2 separate regions of the Mus musculus genome follow, and region 2 is linked to region 1. The links are chromatin contacts, called in public Hi-C maps. All regions are on one chromosome and are shown on one strand. The core of a region is the stretch at or near the end of the contact, and the rest is flanking DNA. Distances in the headings are between cores, read along the strand shown.

What was found. A called contact is a pair of places that touch in the nucleus more often than the background predicts.
Region 2: a Hi-C map of myocytes shows a contact between it and region 1, with 2.0 times the contacts expected there. The contact joins two enhancer-like sites. A contact is called at or near these places in 1 of 39 promoter capture datasets (liver), 1 of 15 datasets of contacts at CTCF or cohesin (embryonic stem cells), 30 of 484 Hi-C or Micro-C datasets (the AML12 cell line, B cells, the Ba/F3 cell line and 19 more), 7 of 115 datasets of contacts at active chromatin or transcription factors (astrocytes, bone marrow-derived dendritic cells, bone marrow-derived macrophages and 3 more) and 4 of 9 other capture datasets (adipose tissue, embryonic stem cells, liver and 1 more).

Annotation. Positions count from the first base shown.
Region 1 is chr4:141,865,992-141,869,517 of GRCm38.p6, reverse strand. The region is part of intron 1 of Efhd2 (EF hand domain containing 2); the gene reads left to right. Among named protein-coding and RNA genes, the nearest start is that of Efhd2, 7.2 kb to the left of the region's middle. Within about 2 kb of position 1,812, at least 142 of the 459 cell types and tissues checked have an H3K27ac peak or open chromatin away from gene starts, as enhancers often do. A contact at or near this core is called in muscle stem cells and myocytes, where this site is marked.
Region 2 is chr4:142,101,618-142,105,143 of GRCm38.p6, reverse strand. Kazn (kazrin, periplakin interacting protein) reads left to right here. Exons shown (of 18, transcript NM_144531.3): 18 at 190-2,754. The coding sequence ends at 354. Among named protein-coding and RNA genes, the nearest start is that of Tmem51, 19 kb to the right of the region's middle. Within about 2 kb of position 1,678, at least 13 of the 459 cell types and tissues checked have an H3K27ac peak or open chromatin away from gene starts, as enhancers often do. A contact at or near this core is called in muscle stem cells and myocytes, where this site is marked.

The DNA of each region.
Region 1 (3,526 bases), core at 563-3,062:
GCCCTGGCTCTCTTCTTCTTAGGAAGTTTCTTCTGCTCCTACTACTAATTATCATCATCATTATTGTTGCTGTTGATGTTATATGGGTGTTTCGCCTTTGGAAGATGCTAGATTTCCCCAAACTGGAGTGGAAGCTTCCATATGGTTGATGGGAATTGGACCCAGGTCCTCTGCAAGAGCAGCAAGTGCTCTTAACCACTGAGCCATCTCTCCAGCCCTGCTGGCTCCCTTCCTAATACTTTTTAAAACATACTGCTAGATTCCCACTGGTCAGCCATGTCACAGAGAGGGAGACTGAGTCTCAGAAAATTAAGGTTCAGAGATAGTGAGAAGCAGAGGCAATCACTTCATGGGGGAGGGGAGGGTCTGTCTCCGTATCCTGATTCCTCCCTCTTGTGGTCCATCGCGGTCTTCTTATCACTTGTAATCCAGAGCCAGCAGAACAAGCATCTCCGAAAGCCCCCTCTTGTCACAAGTGCTTCCCAAGCCTGGAGGCACTGGCCTGTCATCCCAGCTGCTCAGGTAGCTGAGGCAGGAGGTTAGGAAAACTCAAGGCGGGCTGGAGAGATGGCTCAGCGGTTAAGAGCACTGACGGCTCTTCCAAAGGTCCTGAGTTCAAATCCCAGCAACCACATGGTGGCTCACAACCATCTGTAATGAGATCTGATGCCCTCTTTTGGTGTCTCTGAAGACAGCGACAATGTACTTACATATAATAAATAAATCTTTAAAAAAAAAAGAGAAAAAAGAAAAACTCAAGGCCAGCTTATGCTGCAAAGTGGGTTCGAGACCAGCCTGGGCAACTCCGTGAGACCTCAGCATGCATGAGGCCCTGGGGTTAATCCCCAATACCACTGAAAGAAAGGGAGGGAAAAGAGACAGTACAAGGCCAGGCCAGTCTGTCGGCTTCCAGTTCCCGTCCCGGTAACTGCAGGCAGGTGACTTCGTCTGTGGGAGTGCTTCAGGAGTACTGTGAATGGAGTCAAGAGTGGGTAACAACTCTGGGTTCTATCCGTAGTCAGTAGCGTACGTGCTTATTAAGTAAGGGTGGGCGGGAAACAAAGCAACGGCAAGACGCTCGCTCCCACATTGCCACCTTGGCTCAGCCGGTGGGTGGTGTCAGACTTGAGGTTAAGACAACCCTGAATCTTGGCAACCCTCAAGCAAGTAGCTCTCAGCTTTGGAGGCTCTCAGTGGACCCTCTGGAAAACTGGGGAGGGGCCCCGTGAGCACCGCACACTGCTCCGTGTCTAAACCCCTGACTTAGGACATGTGATCGAGGTCAGATTCTGCCCCAAAGTGGTGAGTGTCTGGTTTGTCCCCTGAGTCAGGCAGTAGGGGTGGGGACGTGCCAAGCTGGCCCTCCTGAGCTGTCATTACTGGGACCCACCTGCCCTTCCCATGGAGACAGGCGAGCAGGCCCAGGCTGGCCAGAACAGCTAGCAGAGTTGGAAGTCACCTACCTACCCTCAAAATGCCCTCCCATTTCTTAGGATATCGAGGCTCAGGCTCAGAAGGCCACAGAGACCTCCCCTACCGCAGGATGGTGGAGGCCCCAAAATACAGCTGCTTAGTGATTATAACAGAATAAGTTTGAAGCACCTACTGTGTGGTGACCATGTTCTACTCATGAATACATTTACTCCTTAATAATCCAGAAAATAGATATGGTGGTAACAAGGCAGCACGTAAACTGGGGGGTTGGGGGGCAAGCCCAGCACCCCTTCAGCAGTCTATCCTCCTGTGGCCATTTGGAACCGGTGACACAGGCCTGGGCTGGGTGCCAGAAGGGACAGACTGTAGTCAGTTCCCTGTATTCCTTCCCTGTGCTGGGGCAACAGCTGTGCTAATGGCTTTGCTTCTGCCAGCCCGGCAGGGATGGGGCTGGGAGAGCGATCACTGCCTACCTTAGGGAACAGTGAGCCCTCTGTCCTCAGAGGTATTCAAGACACTGAGCAGGGAAAACCACATTGGGAGTCTGCCCCCTAACTGAGGGCTGGCTCCCCTTCCCTGTGTTATCCTTTGCAGCCCTGCGGCTCTCCCCCTCTCCGCCCCAGCAGCCTCTGGAGGCAGCAGCAGACAGGTGTGGTTTTTTTTTTTTTTATCTCAGTTAGACCCCACCTGCACCCTTGTTGACCTTGGCCAGTGCACTTTCTTTCTGTCTCAGTCTCCTTGTCTGTTGAAAAGGGATGTCTGGACGGAGAATGCCACCCTTGTGACTCGGGGTTATCAGAACCGAGGGAGGGGACCGACAGAGCTGGGGGAAGCAGCTTTGTAAGATCGCATTCAGACCTAAAGACAGGGTCAGCCTGGGTGGCAGCTGTAGGGAGGGTGACAGGAGAGATTTTTGTCAGATCCTAGGCAGCAGCTGCTGAGCCCTCTCCTGCTGGGAACTGTGGCATGGGGAGGGAGGCTGGAATGTGGGCCGGGTGCCAGGCCCGCAGCAGCCTCCCTCTGATGCCTAGCACGAGGAAAGGTGCTGAGCTCCAAAGCCTGGGAGTTCTGTTAACAGAGCTTGGTGACATTGGCTTTCCTGAACCAGACTCAAGAGCCCCTGAGTGGAGCATCAGGCCCAACCCCAGTGGCCCACGAGAAAGAGGGAGCCAGAGAGATGGAAAGAGTTCATCTAGTAGAATCCCGCCTGCTGTGGGATCCTGGGTTTATCACTCTCCACTCTGAGCCCCTATTTTCCTCCATAAGCCGGTGGGCCAGGCTAGGAGGATGAACCCTCGAGGACCAACCTTTCTTTCCCTGGATCCTCTGAGACTCCCAGAGCCTCAATCCCAGTTCAGAAAGAGCAGCAGGATAAGAGGGCCTCCCAGCCTCCCTCGTGAGAACACCATCACTTCCACAGCTGTCACCTGCTTAGAGGTGTGGGGACAGTCCCCACTGTTCCCTCCTTACAGGGAGGCAAGTGGGGAGACCAGGAGCTATGTAGGTTAAGGCTCCAGTCTCCTTCAGTTTAGCCAGACCTTCAGAAGAGGGGAATTCTGGGGAGCTCCTTGGTCATCTATCCAGACTGATACCCCACCCAACCAGGACACTCCACCATAAGCCCCTCCTCCCAGCTCTGGACTAGAACCAAACCTGGTCTTCGTGATTGAACAGCAATGCTTTCAAGGCTTCTGGTGGCTTTTATTAACTCAATGTCACTGCCATTGTCATAGTAAGGATGTGAAATGTTCAGTGTAGCATCTGGTGCATGGGGGTGGGGGTGCAGGGGTTTCGAGAAAGTTTCTCTGTGTAGCTCTGGCTGTCCTGGAACTCACTCTGTAGACCAGGCTGGCCTCGAACTCAGAAATCTGCCTGCCTCTGCCTCCTGAGTGCTTGACATTGGCCGGCTTTAAGGTATTCAGCACCTACCGTGTGTCTGGCCCTGTGCTGAGAGTCAACTTGAGTCATTTAGCAATCTTCACTTTCAGAGTGGGTTTTTTAATCTGCATGGTAGTAATGGTGAAAGTGGGGCTTACGGGGTCAGGAGCCAGCAGGGTCACCCAACCAGCAGCGGCAGAGTTGGGCTTTGGAG
Region 2 (3,526 bases), core at 429-2,928, 240 kb before region 1:
GTTGGTCCCTTATAGAATTTTTGCAAATCCCTTCCATGTGTCTGAGCAGTAGGGGTGGTACAAATAATGGAGAGCCCAGAGAGGTTCCAAGAGATGCTGAAGGTCACACAGCAATTACACTGGAGCTGCCACGCCACGACTCAATTCTCATATATCTCTTTCTCTGTCCCCTGGTTTGTTTTTCCTCAGCTGCCCCTGGGGAAGATAGGAAGGGGCTTCAGCAGCAAAGAGCCCGATTTCCATGATGACTATGGCTCTCTGGAGAACGAGGACTGTGGGGATGAGGACCTCCAAGGCAGGCCGGAACAGTGCCGTCTGGAGGGATACGGCAGCTTGGAGGTCACCAATGTGTAAGAAAGCCGCGTGACTCAACTCCAGAAGAGAACAGGGAGAAGGGACAGCCCAACGTCCCAGAGCCGTCCATCCCCACTGTACAGCATGACCCGGAGCCGAGGACAGACAGGGTGTCAGAACAGAGTTCCCAGAGATGGTCACAATTTCCAGGGGGGCACCAAGGACAGAGAATGCCCACCTAGGTATCTTGTATCTCTGAGGAAGTATCCCCAGCTGCGCGACCCAGCAGGTGGCCCTGGGGCTGCTGTTCAAAGTAGAAGTCAGGTGCCACTGGTATTTTACACTGGTCAAGGAGGGGCAGTCAGTCTTTGGGCCTGGAACACCCTGCTAAGAGGAGCAGGGAAACCCCCAGCCTGCCTTGGCAAAGCCAGGGCCGCTGGGATCCGGTGGCAAAGCCAGCTAGCAGCGGCCAGGTGGTGATTGTTGACTGTCAGCCCGCTGGGCAGAGAACTTGAACTCTGACCTCACTCACTCCAGAAGGAGGCGGAACGGCCTGGGCATCCCTTCCACTTTAAGGGTGGACATGTTGGGAGCAGGAGGGGGAATCTCTGCAGGGCACAGGTGCCTGACAGCAGCAGCCCTAGGGGCTACAGACATCCTGTCACCAGAATGAATGTGACTTCAAGAGTGGGAGGGGGGTGGTTGCTGTGCTCTGTCCCAAACAGCTATTCCGAGTGTGCGCATGACATGGGAGACAGCCTGTCATTAATCTGACAAACCTCTCTTGTGATGTCCCTGTCAGCTGAGACAGGTAAGCTCACCCATGAGCTAACGGAGGTGCAAATCCTACAAAACAAGGTCACCCCGGTTGTCAGAGTAGGGCCTTTCTAGCCGCTGTCCTGATCTGCCAGTGTTTTTGCTGTGTGGCTTCCCCTCAATGGCCTCACCTCTCTGTGCCTCAGTGTCTTACCTGTCATACTTCCGGTTCCTCCCAGAGGAGCTGTGAGGATTAACATTCACTAACATTTGTCCCGAGCTTTGAACCTCTCAGGAAACAGCTGGAAGGGATGGGGCAGGGGAGGAAGGAGCCTAACTTCCATCCACAACATTGGCAGACACCGGGCGAGTTCACCCCATTTTTGGATAGGGAGATAAGCAAGAGGGGCTTGCAGAAAGTTTAATATCGAGAGTTTCCAAAAGCCATCGGTGAGGTCTGGGAGAGCCACCAGCACAGCCTGCGGGCCTACTGGGTGCAGGGTCCAAGCTGACTGAGCAGAGCCTGCCTATTGATGATAGGGAGGATTTCGGTGTAGCTGTGCTCAGTCAGTACCAGCTCTCCTCAGATTCCCACAGCTGACGGCAGTCGGTGGGGGTGGGGGTGGGGCACTGCCTCTGAGTCACCAAAGCCAGTCTTCTGCATTGTTTCTGAGAGCTTCCCTTTGCGGGAAGACCACAGGAAGCCTGAGAACTTGGAGGAGGATTCCCTGAGTCCCCCAGGTCCAGTCTCCTTCCCAACCTGAGTCCAGGGCCCTCGGGGACTGGGAGGAACCTCTCTGTCTGAGTGTCAGCCTCCGAAGGACACACGGCGGACACCAGGACTTGCAGGGTCAACCTCTGGGGTAGAATCCAGCTTGGCTCAGGCTCCACATCCCTGAGTGTTTATAACACGCATTCCCCTGCCCCTGGAATCCTGAAGCTACAAATCCCTTAGCCCAGCAAAGAGAGGGGAAGAAGGTCCTCTTCTAATTGAAGCCAGCTGTCACTTTCACACCAAGTCCCCAAAGGGTGACAAAGCTTCTGGAGCCAGGAGGATACTGAGAGCCTTCCTGGAAATGTCGCTGGCGATGTGGGCTCCTTTCAAGGGCCAAGGTCTAGGTAGGGAGAGACTCACACTTTCTTCCCACGGGCTCGGAGGCCCACGGCATCTGAAGGCTCCTTCCCAATGGACTCTGGGCTTCAGTCCTGGGCACCTCTGTCAGTCTCCATCCACATCCAGTGTCACTTTTAGCAGATTCTCTGTCTTGACTCCTCACCACAGGATGCAGGGGTTGTCAGGGGACTAGAGTCAGAAGTGGAGAGAGGGGCTCTCTCCTAAGCCCACCCTGCATAGGGCACTTAGAACAGGGAACCCCGCCAAAGACCGAGGTCATGAAAAGGGGTGGGGTCCTGGCAGATGTAAATTCGGACGGCAGGATCACGATGAAGAACTCTAAGAGAATTATGACAGCCCTTCCCAGAAGGCCAAGGACCACGTCACAGGTTGTGGGGGAACGTGGCTCCTGAGTGGTGGCACCTTCTGGGTGTCACTTTACAGAAGCCAGCATGGATGGTGACGATGTCCCTCCCTGACCCATGGAGGGTTTGTAAAATGCACGGCAAATGAACAGTGAACTGCAGTGTCCCATGCCTTCCCAGAGGGAATTTTAACAATGTAACAATAAATGCTTGGCCTTGAAGCTATCCTTCTTTCTTGTTGGCTTTCTCCTTTATGGTCCCAGTAGCCTCTTCTTAGACAACGGAGACTGGGAGCCCCTAAAACTACTGGAGGACTTCTTAGAAAGGCTGAGAGTCCAGCTTCACAAGGTGGGAGAGTTGAACCTGATCATCTGCCTCTGTGCTCACAACTTACTCTCCCCTCCCACAGCCCCATGCTGTTGGTCACTCTCCCCCCACCAACCCCACGTCCCTATACCCCTACACCCCTCTGTTTTCTAGCGTGTCACTAGCATCTCCCCATGGCAACCCAAATCAGAATCCAGGTACACACTGGTGCTGGGAAGTCTCTCTCTGGGTACCATGTCCTAAGGGGACTCTCATACTTCCCCTGGAGGTGTCTGCAATCCCAGGAGACCCGTACAGCTCTTCCCCATCTTCCCTGTGCACTCTGCTGAGCTGAACAGAGTCATCTGGGGTACAGCTGAGAGTCAGCACAAGCTTCCAGGCGTTGGATCCAAGCATATCATGCCTGCTAAGGTCGTGGCAGAGTGACCTTCTCAGCTAAGCCCTTGTCATCATAGATGGGGCTGGCCTGTGGGTTCTACTCAGGTGCCTTAGTGGCCCTGACAGAAGCCACCAGCCAAGCTCATCCTGTCTACATCTCCCAGGCAAGAGGCTCTGGCTTGAGACTAAGATCAGGTAGTATGTACCCTCTGAAGTAGATCTTTAGCAGGCTGATGAAAAACTGATACAGGAAGACAGCCCAGTCACAAGGCTTACCTGCTACCACCAGCCT